Regions from separate parts of the Rattus norvegicus genome. Here region 1 is linked to region 2. A link is a contact called in public Hi-C data. All regions are on one chromosome and are shown on one strand. The core of a region is the stretch at or near the end of the contact, and the rest is flanking DNA. Distances in the headings are between cores, read along the strand shown.

What was found. Hi-C and Micro-C count contacts between places; a contact is called where the count stands out from the background.
Region 1: a Hi-C map of mammary epithelial cells shows a contact between it and region 2, with 3 times the contacts expected there. The contact joins the promoter of Tpd52 here to the promoter of Zbtb10 in region 2. A contact is called at or near these places in 4 of 12 Hi-C or Micro-C datasets (the A7r5 cell line, frontal cortex, kidney and 1 more).

The regions. Positions count from the first base shown.
Region 1 is chr2:94,688,560-94,693,852 of GRCr8, forward strand. Tpd52 (tumor protein D52) reads left to right here and starts at 2,808. Exons shown (of 8, transcript NM_001106421.2): 1 at 2,808-3,045. The coding sequence starts at 2,910.
Region 2 is chr2:94,413,661-94,418,986 of GRCr8, forward strand. It overlaps Zbtb10 (zinc finger and BTB domain containing 10), which reads right to left and starts at 3,648. Exons shown (of 7, transcript NM_024489.2): 1 at 2,161-3,648. The coding sequence starts at 3,105.

The sequences.
Region 1 (5,293 bases), core at 1,558-4,057, 270 kb after region 2:
AGGGCCAACTTGTTCTTGGACCAGTGAGCCCCACAGGAAAAAGACCTGCCATGCCCCTAGGCTTCCCTGTTCCCATGTTTGGATGGTCCTTGGGCCTTTTTGAGTGTCCTTTCCCGTTGTCTGTCTGCCTCTCTTGCACTGTGCACATCATCTCCAGTGGGGCCTTTATAGCAGTGAACTACCTTTTATTTACCGTCTGTCATTTCCATCTATCCATCAGTCCATCCATTCATCCACCCATCCACCTACCATGCAGCCATGGTCAAGCCCGGGCTACACGCATGACCGGGAAGTGCTTTCTACTTAGCCACACCCCTTCTCCTAATATTTTCTTTCTATGCTCTCTTTGCCTACTTCGAAATCCTTGTGTTTGTTTCTTATAAAAGTATATAGTAACTATAAAGGCTTATCATTCTGGCTCTTTTATTGGTTGGTTCCCAATGGTTGGTTCCCAAGCTACATTTTTATTTTTTTTTCAGCCCCCCTCCCTCACCCTGTTATCCAGACCTCGAGCCTGCCATTCCAGGAACCGACCCACGCTCTTTCTGGGGCTGCTTGGATGTGTTCATCATCCTCAAGGCTGGACTGTCTGAACCGGTCTGCCTGCAGATAGGAAGGGGAAGGAGCTGGGATTCATAGCACTGGCCTGAAAGGGGCTTAGCAAGTAGACAAGTCAGACTTTTAGACAGTCACTTAGATTCTTAGCCCTCACATTTGAAAATAAGGCTGGTTTTATTCTCTACTGGTTATAAGCCCTGTCCGTATTCAGGGTAGGGCCAGCAGACGCTGTGGTGGGAGGCTGTAGCCATGAGGTCTGGCTGGCAGATGGGTGCTTCACATGTGCATGCCGGGAATGGAGAAGAGATGGGAGGAACCGGAAGGCCTTCTGAGAAGACGTGATGGTCTTAAAGGATGTACGATGTCAGGGAAATACAGTACAGCAATTTGGGTACAGGATGCTGCGTGGATGTCAACAGAGGCTTGGGGTGTGTCCGTGGGTGGCAGAGTAAGGAAACCTTTTAACAGCGGGGGCTCAGGAAGGGAAGCCAGAGGGGCAATTGGTGGATAGATGCCTTTGCACCAGTGTTTAGGCCAGGGACTAACTCTCACTGGGTCTTGTCAGAGTGAAGGACATCGTGGACTGTAGCAAACCTGACTTTTGAAAGAAAATGGAATTATTCTCCTTTCTGTACAGGGCAGTGGGAGTCCTCCTGTCTCAGCATCTCTGGTTCTGGGATTTCAGGTATGAGCTATTGCACCTGTTGGTGAAAATAAATTATTTCAATTAAACAGTGTTTGTAACTGCCAAAATCTTGGTATTGTTAAGAAGGAAACAATAGATGTTCTTGTTAAAAATAAATTCTCAAAAAGTTTAAATCCGACAAAGGCATTCCATAGAGTACACAAGACCAACCAAAAAGAACGGAAAGGAGAATCAGTCATAAATTGAGATGAATGTGGACGTCTTACAGATTTTGTACACTAGGCATACTCTGACAGTTTGCTAATAATTAAAACATTTTGCTTCTGGGGGCTGGAGAGATGGCCTAGGGGTTAAGATTGCTTACTGCTCTTACAGAGGCCCCAGGTTCAGTCCCCCAACTTCATACAGTGGTTCATAGCTGCCTGTTACTCCAGTTCTAGGGGACTCATCAACCTCTTCTGACTCCTGCTGACATGCACTCTAGCCCACACACATACAATACAATAAAAAGTTCAGCTCCTCTATTTCAGTGATTATAAATACATTCCCGAGATTATGTGATGAGATATGAAAAGGTAGGACACAAGTATAAGTGTTAATTCAGTTAGTTATTTTGTGTTTTTGAGATGGGGTCTCTCACTGTAGTCATGGCAACCACCTGTCTCAGGTTTCTGAGTAATGTGATTATGGCATGAGCCACCATGCCTGGCAAGGAAATATTTCCTCCCTTTAACTTAGTTCCACCAAGGGCCTGCAAGTGCTGTTGGGCCTTAGCAAAGGCCACGGAGAGCATGGGAAGGTTCTGGAGAGCTCGGGAAGGTTCTAGAGAGAGGCCTGGGATGGAGGAAATGAACTTGGTGATTGAAAAGTTTTACAAGCGAGCTCCTAGTGGCTCCCTTTCTGCCTGGTGGGTGTGCCAAAGGAAACTAGTTCTTTGTAGCAACCTCAGGGCCTGCATGACTTTGCTTAAACAAAGGTGCTGGAGCTCCAGGAGGCCTAGAGGGGATCACTCCAGGAGCTCACAGTGGCAGCTTGGGAGCTAGCTTCCAGCTGCTTCGTGTGTTTTCAGTGCGAGAAAAACATCATTCTTCCAAAAAGAGTCAGATTAAAAAATTTGACAGTTATTCAGATTCTGCTTTAGAAATAAGGCGATGATGGGTCTAGCTTTATTTTTGTATCATGCTTAGAAGGCTGGTTGCTAACACGGTGTGCCAAGCTCTCAGAATTCTGTGGTAACGTAGGGTGCAAGAAAAGTATCACCCAGATGGCATTGGCGGGGAGATTACTGACAGATAATCCTCCCTTGTCCTAGAAGATTAAGTCTGTTCTGGCGAGGATGTGGTCAGCTGACTGGTCTAACAAAATTGTATTTTAAACAATCTTCCTGCCAGTATCTAGTGTTTGTACATCTAAACCGGGCTCGGGAGTGGGGGCCCTCCTTTGTTTACAGAGGAAAGGCCACTCCCTCTGCCCAGGTTGTTCTTTGTCCACTGAAATTAGCAACAGGTGGTGACCAGGGCCCTCCTAAGGGTGCTGGGAGGAGTCACTACAGATCTGCTGCTGAGAGCGAAGCCACATCAGGGCCGGAGCTGGGCGGGACTTTAAGCACCAGTTCCTTTCCTCAGCCGGGCCTTGGCCCAGGAGTCCCAGGCCTGAGGAGCAATTGCAGGCTGCTGTAGCGCCATGCTCTCTGCCATCACCTGGCATGGATTGTAGAGATATGGAGCTGTCTGATGATTACCAGTCCCCGTTCGATTTCGATTCCGGAGTGAACAAGAACTATCTCTACCTCTCTCCGAGCGGGAACACGTCGCCGCCTGGCTCACCTACACAGAACGTTGGTAACTATTGATTTTGTGTAGTTAGTTCCGTTCACTCTGGTCAAACCCAGGAGTGACCCGGGGTTCTTAGGTTAGTGTGAAGGCGTGCCCAGGTGCCACCATGCGCCTACGACCTGACTCAACATGGAGGGGTAGTTCTTGGTTGTTAACTATTTAGCCTGGGACATTGGATTTTAAAGTTGGCACCATTTCTGTGTATGCAGTGACGGTAGATGACAATGGAGGGGTCTTGGGTTCAGATAGCGTGTACAGTTTTAAAATCTGCCTAGGTTATGTCTTTCTTGGTAAAGGGCGCTTAAGCATCCAAAAATATTCACCTCATCTGAGGGCCTGGTGAGTGTGATCTAATGATATCACAATTATCAAGCTGATAATTGATCGGCCTGGACTTCCCTTGGGAAGACCAAGAGCCATTTAGACAAATAACCTACACCACCGAGTTTCTAGAAAGGAAAAGTAAAGACTCACCACCGTACCTCTGGAAGCCGTTGTCTCTGGTGTGAGGCACGGACCTGTTCACAAGGCGGGAAGCTGGCTATGACAGTCCGAGTTGATAAGCAGGGCATCCCTGCATAGGGTCCAGCAGACATGGGCACAGCCTCACTTGCCGTCAGCCTGCGGTCCCCTATTGCCTGCCGAGGAGAAGAGGTGGCTCAGTGAACTCCTCTGTAAGGAGTCAAGGAAGCAACTCGGCTTTCCCAGAAGAAGTTAATCATTTCCTTACTGTGAAGACTTGGTTACATTTTGTTCTTTTTAAGCAATAGAGCGTGGGAAACCTAGAAGACAGTGAAGGGCAGACTGTGGCCCCTCCTCTCTAAGCTGCCAAGGGTTTGGGTGTTTGCAGAACCCAGGTGTGCGCTGGGATAGCGTGCTTCAACTCGATACAGTAACCAATAGCATGCTTCAACTCCACTAAGTAACCGCCTTTGAGGTATGGTCTGGATTTTCAGAAACCGACAAATGTTGACAGGTACAGGCTAACACTAGCCTCTAGAAGCTGGCAACTGTTAGTAATGTCTGCTGGGAGATGGGCATGGGGAAAACTTTTTTTCTTTCTTCTCATTTTCTCACTTTTCTTGCCTGTGACCCATATGGGCCCTGGCCTTTCCCCTTACCCAGCACTTAAAAGGAGGGAGGACCTAGTTCTGACGTGTGGACTCGTGTGGATCAGAGCAGGGCCCACAGAGGGAAAGGTGGAGCTGTCAATAAAGCCTTGAGAGTGGCCAGTGTGGCAGGCGAGCAACCTCAAGGCTCCCAGCAAGGCCTGGGAAAGACGCCCTAAATCCTTTCATTCTCACCTGCTGCTCTTCACCCCCCACCTGCTTTCCTAGTTAAGGGTGTGGCCACCTTTCAGTATTCTGTCAGAACAGAGCAGGTGAGGGAGCCCGCTTTTGGGTGGTGGGATTAAGGAAGTCTGTAATTGAAAAGAGGGAGGAACCTGGAACTTCTACTTAAAAGTTAAATCTGGAATTTGGCCAGTGTGAATTCCCTGCCCCTCTCTTCCCTTCCACCCCCTTCTCTCCCTCCTCTCTCACCCTCTCTCTGGTTTTTCCAGACAGACTTTCTCTGTGTAGCCTTGGCTGTCCTGGAACTCACGCTGTAGACCAGGCTGGCCTTGAACTCAGAGATCCAGCTGTCTCTGCCTTCCACGTGCTGGAATTAAAGACACATATCACCATTACCTGGTCATTGTGTTCTTTCTGAATAAGCAGGTAGCTTGTGCAGGCAGAGGACTGACGCCAGGAGGTAGCCTACTCACAAAGGCAAGGAACACGTACCTAAACAAGAAGTATCCTTTGGATTGTATCCAAACACCTTCAGCCATCATTGGACAAAGGTGAAAGCAATGAGGCTCTGTTGGTGTGCAGATAATCTGAGGCAGGTGGTGGGGCAAGTGAAAGGGATGAAAGTGGTTTGCAGTGTGTGTACCTGTCTACACTTTGGTACTTCTCTACTCCATTTTTTCTGTCGTGCTCAGCAATCCTCCTGCTAAGTGGCTTTTACAGTTTAGTTTGAAAACTCGAATATGTGATGTATGTTGGCATCTGGAATACAGGCCTACGAAGTTCATGTATCATTTGAGGCAGGAGAATCATGAAGCCCATGATGCTGAGTCAGGAAGGCTAGTTTTGAGACCAGTCTTGACTGCAATAGTTAGACTTTGTCACAGACTTTCTTCATCATCGTCATCATCATCATAACAACCATAATAAATGTAAATAAAGCAAAGCAGATGGTGGTTGAACTG
Region 2 (5,326 bases), core at 2,398-4,897:
TAAGGTTACTCACAAATGAAGAGAAACAGTGAGAAGTGGTAACACCTAAAATTCAATCAAGGAAACCAATACATAACCCCTTAAGGTTAGGGAGTTAACAGAGAAGTCTTAAAACAACGTGGGATGGCTCCTATATCATGTTAAAGACAATGTCATAAGGAATTAATTGGGAAGGGGTAGTTTGAGTCAAGTTTAGAAAAAGTTTTGCCCAGGACTGAACTCTGGAGACCCAGCCACATGCCTACAGGATACACACACACTAGGTGGACCATAAGGTTATCCAACTAATCCCCTCCCTGAGTTATGGATCACCAAGCAGCTCATTGTTAGTCCCACTCATGCCTACCTACAGGACAAAATATTCTAACTACTTAGATTTAAAAACTCCAACTTTTTAAAAGAAACTTTTCTAAACACTTACATAGCAATACTTGGGAAGTCAGCTTTCCATTTTCACAGGCCACAGCTTCTATCACCTTACTAAAGACTTTCAGGTATCTATCACTGACTCTTAATGACTGACATGCCTTAACCCTTTAATGACTGAAATGTCTCTTCTGTAAAAAGAGAACAAGTTACTTTCCAGAATAATGGAAACCAGTCTGATACACTGAAAACAAAACAAAAATGTCAGACCTATCACATTTCCAGAACAAATCCAAAGGTAGTGATGCAGAAAGCTGAGATCTGGCCCTGGGCTTGCTCAAATTCACTTTCTCCATTACAAAGCTCCTCATAGGCACTGGCCTTAGGTTGCCAACCAGGGTTTAAGGCAATTTACTAAATCTTTATACCTTAAATAAGTGACCTTCATAAGGTGTGGTAGCACACACCTTTAATCCCAGCACTCAGGAGGCCAAGACAGGCAGATCTGGGAGTTGGAGACCAGTCTGGTCTATATAGTTAAGAGTTTCAAAATAGCCAGAGATCCTGGAGAGGAGAGAAAGAAGGGAGGAACCTTCTTTCTAAGATTTAGGCAAATCTGTGCAAATAAAAATTTCAACCCAAACAAGCTCCATTTCCCTGCCTTCTGGGGGTTAAAGAAAAACCAAACAAACAAAATAACCCTGTGCTTTTAAAACTAAAGCCTCTGCTAAGCTGGGTTACTTGTGTGACTAGTAAACTATAGTTTAAGTGTGTTGAGCAGCAGGATCGCTCCCATAAACACCACAGTGAGGTACTAATACCTGAGTGTTGACTTTCTAAAATCAATGACTGGCCAGCAACACAAAAGAAAATTCCACCCACCACCACAGGCTGCCTGAGTCATAAAAAGGAGGACGACCAACATCTATTTGACTTGAAAAGGGCTATCAAAACAGTTAGGCTCCTGTCTTTGGAGTAGGAATGTTTAAAACTCATAGGTAGACTTGTTTTGTAACTAGGGACTGACGGTTTTCCAGTGAGCAGATTAAGCCCAAATCACTTCACATTAAACATTTCCAAAGCTAAGATTAACAGCCTTCATATAAGCTGTTCACGACCATGTTTTTGAAAGAGATAATACAGAGATTCTCAGAAGAGAAATATAAATATAAGTAAATAGCTAAAATGAACAAAGATCTTACTAAAAAGAGCCTGCCTAAGGTTCAACAAGTTTAACGGGGATGAACACCGTAAAATTATTCAACTAACTTCCTGCACATTTGCATACGCCTCTCACATTTCACATTATCTCGGCCTGACATGAGTTTGAGTGGCTTGCCAGTAGCACCGAAGCTTAAGGAAACTGTCTAATCTATTCTTCAGACTACTTCTAGCACTTTAGTGTCCATGAAATCTCCGCTGACTTAAAAAAATTTTGACCGAAAGTCAATTTAAAGTTAAAATCTCCAACCTCTTCCAACCTCTCCCAACCTCTCTCGGATTCAATCAATCTCACAGGCAAACCCTAACTCCTGAGAAATAAACCCAGCGCTATCATTAGAAAAGTGTCGTTCCACCCCCCCTCCCCCAATACATCCACAACTTTGGAAAACTTTAGTTTCCAGGCTTTCCAAACCCCTACGCATAAGCTCCCCCGAACCTCTCTCGACCGGAACGACGCCTTCCCCGAAGGATCTTAATTTCTCCCCTTTCTTTGCTTTAGTTTTAGTCTCTCCCACTGATAAAACCTTTCCCAAAAGATCTGAGGAAAACCAAGAGCCGGATCTACGGTACCTGGGCGTTGGCTTCGTGGAGTTTGTGTTCGGTGGAGACGTGGTGCCTCAGGAGCAGGGTTTTCTTGTAGTTGCGGGTCCCTCGCGAAAGCTCATCATGCCCCACCTGGGGAAGGTCCACGCTGCCCACATCCTCGGGGGTCGTTTGGCACCAGCCGCAAAACATAAGGCCAGTATCATTGGAGTACCGCAGCCAAGGGAAGTCCTTGAGCCAAGAGGTCTGGAAGGAGCACTGGAGCTTCTGCATGAGGGACTTGGGCCTCGCGAGCGGGAAGTGCTGGACAGTCTCTCCTTCTCCAGCTCCCACACCGCTGCCCTCTGCTTCTTCCCCGCCTTCGCCTCCCGACCGCCTGCTGCTGCTGCAGCTGCCGCCTTCCGCCCCACTGCCATCGCCCGGGCTCGCCCCCTCCTCCTCGGTGCTGTAGCTCAGGGACGCCCCGTCCTGCATCAACTCCTTCCCCTCCAGCGCGTCCAGCTCCGGATCCACGGCCGCCAGCCCTCGCCCATTGAAATGCCTGAGGGGCCACGCCGAGGTCTCCGGGCGGCCGCGACTGCTGCCATTGTTGCCGAGACCCCCGCCGCCTCCCCCGCGGAAGGCCAGAGTCCGACGGTTCCTTTCCGCTAGCAGGGGGCCCCCCGCGCCGCCGCCCAGCAAGGCGGGGCCGCCCGTGTCCTGAGGGAGCAGCAACTCCTTGGCGTCCTCCGCGGCGGCCGCCCCGGCGGAGGCCTCCGAGTCTTGGGGCTCCAGGCCCTCCGATTCCATTTCCTCGTCGGCCCCGCGCCCATTGGGCTGCGGCGGCACGGGCGGCGCGGGGAGTCGCGGCTGAAACTGCGGAGGCCAAGAAGAGGCCTCCCCGCCAGCGTTATTGTTCGTGGGGCCGCCGCCGGTGACCAACCCGCCTCCTCGGAACGCCAGCGTCCTGCGGTTCATTTCACTGAACGACATGGCGCGCGCCGCCGTCGCCGCCGCCGCCCGGTGCCTCGGCTCGCGCCCGGGCTCGGGCCGCGTCCCGCGCGCTCGCCGCGGCTCCCCCAACGCCTCACCCCCGCCCCCGCCCCCGGCGCTGCGCCGCGCCGCTCTGCGCTGCGCTCCCGCCGGCACGGCCTTACCCTCCTGCCGGCTCGCGCTCGCTCCCAGGCCGCCGCACGCGTCTGCCGCCGCCGCTGTCCCAGCCGCGTCCTCTCCACCCCCGCCCTGCCGCGCTCCGGGCAGCGTCCCGCGCGGAGAGGTGGGCGGGCGGCGGAACCGGGGCGCGTGCGGCCTTCGAAGTTGAGGAGTGCGGGCGCCCCTCCGCTGCCCCGCTTCAGCGCTGCGCGCACACACCGGCCCGCCAACAGATCTCCGTCCTCGGGGAGTCGCGCCGCCGCCGCCGGCTGCCGAGGAGCGGACGCGAGAGGCGCGCTAAGCCGCCAGGCTCCGCCACATAGCGAGCCGACAATAAAGCCGGCGGAGCGTTTCCGTCCGACCAGGCCCTGGCGGAGGTCGAATGGCAAATGAACAACGGACCGTGCGCCCACAATGCACCGGGGTAGCAGTAACCGCTGGAGGGGGAGAGGGTGGGGGCCGGCCGGGGGAGGGGGCGGGCTGGGCCGGGCTGGGCTGGGCCGGGGGCGCCCGGGGACCGGGAAAGGGGCCGGCCGCTCGGGCCTGCGGGCGGGGGTGCGGCCACGGGAAGGAAGCGGGCGGGGCGCGGGGCCGGGGTCTCGGGGCGGGGCCGGCTCGGCCAGGACAAACAGCTGGCGAGTGTCAGGGGCCGCCTCGCCGCCGCGCGCCCGAGCGCACCGTGCCCGACTCTCGCCACGACTTCACCTGGGACTCGGGAGTAACTGCTGTGGGAGCGCGTCCCAGCCCTGTCATCTACCGGGGGGCGGGTGGCCGTGCCCGAGGAAGTGAACTTATTTTGTTCCTTGACAAAAGACTGGACCAGGCGGTGCCTCCCTCGCGAGGACACCTCCTTGGGCGCATTGTGTACGCCGGGCAGCACCTCTAGCCCAGGGCGACGATCGTTTCACAGAAAATGCACCGCCCCGAGTGTCTTATTGCTGTGATGAAATGGAAATTTAAATAAAAGGTCGAACACGTGCGTTCACTGGGAAGTATTGACATGGGTGTTACATCACCAGCAGCCAATCAGATAACTCCAGTCGTGTTTATACTTCTACAACCACCTTGTGAGTATTACAGTATGTCATAGCGTTATAAATATTAGGCAGGGTTTTCCCCACGAGCGGGGAGGAGTCAGCTGCTGCGGGCGCCGCGTGCGGCTGCGAAGAGAGTGCAGCTCCGAAGACAGGGTGAGCAGATGAGAATTAATTTTTAGGACTTTGAGAAAAGCTGTTGGCATCGCGTATGGAATTTGAGTGATCACATCGGTCAAAGCTGGTCAAAGCCTCCCGAAGTTATATTAGCCTAGGTTTGGTTTTGGGTTTTTGAGTTGTTTTTTTTTTTAATCTTCCCAGAAAGAGGCCTTGCCAATTAAGGACCCATAAACTTACCCTCCCCCCTTAATTATGCTCTATTTGGAAAACATTAGCGCATTTAGACTCATTAATTCACAAAGTGAGGTAGATTTATCTATTATTTATTGGGGGGCGATTTTTGAAACAGGGTCCAGGCCACCCTAGTCTACATCGTTAATTTAGGACAGCCAGGGATATACACTAGACCCTGCCTCAGTTTCAGGATTACTCAGAGTCCAGGAATTACTGGGATTACAGGTGTGTGCCACCAAGTTGTACAACTTCTTCAGTTTGAGCCTATTTCAGGCTTTTTTTTTTTTAAACTTACTTTCTTAATTTTCTTTTTAAAAGACAGGGCCTCTCTATGTAGCCCTGTCTGTCCTGGAACCCACAGACCTGCCTGAAGCTTCCCTTTTGGGGTGGGCTGGGGAGAGCAGTGGTCTTTCATTTTTCAAGTTTTAAAATTAGGATGGAGGCTGTTCTTTGTGAGTTCCCAGAGCCTTTATGGTGGCTTACTACCTGGAACTGCAGCTACAGGGGATGTGCTCCGATACCAGACACCGGTGATGTACAGACATACTTGCAAGAAGACACCCAGGCACACAACTTTTTAAATTTAAAGCAACGTGTTATAAACTAATTCTCCAATGTGTTATAAATTAATATTTGCTAACACTTTTTCTAAAGACAGATTACCATGTCCTGGC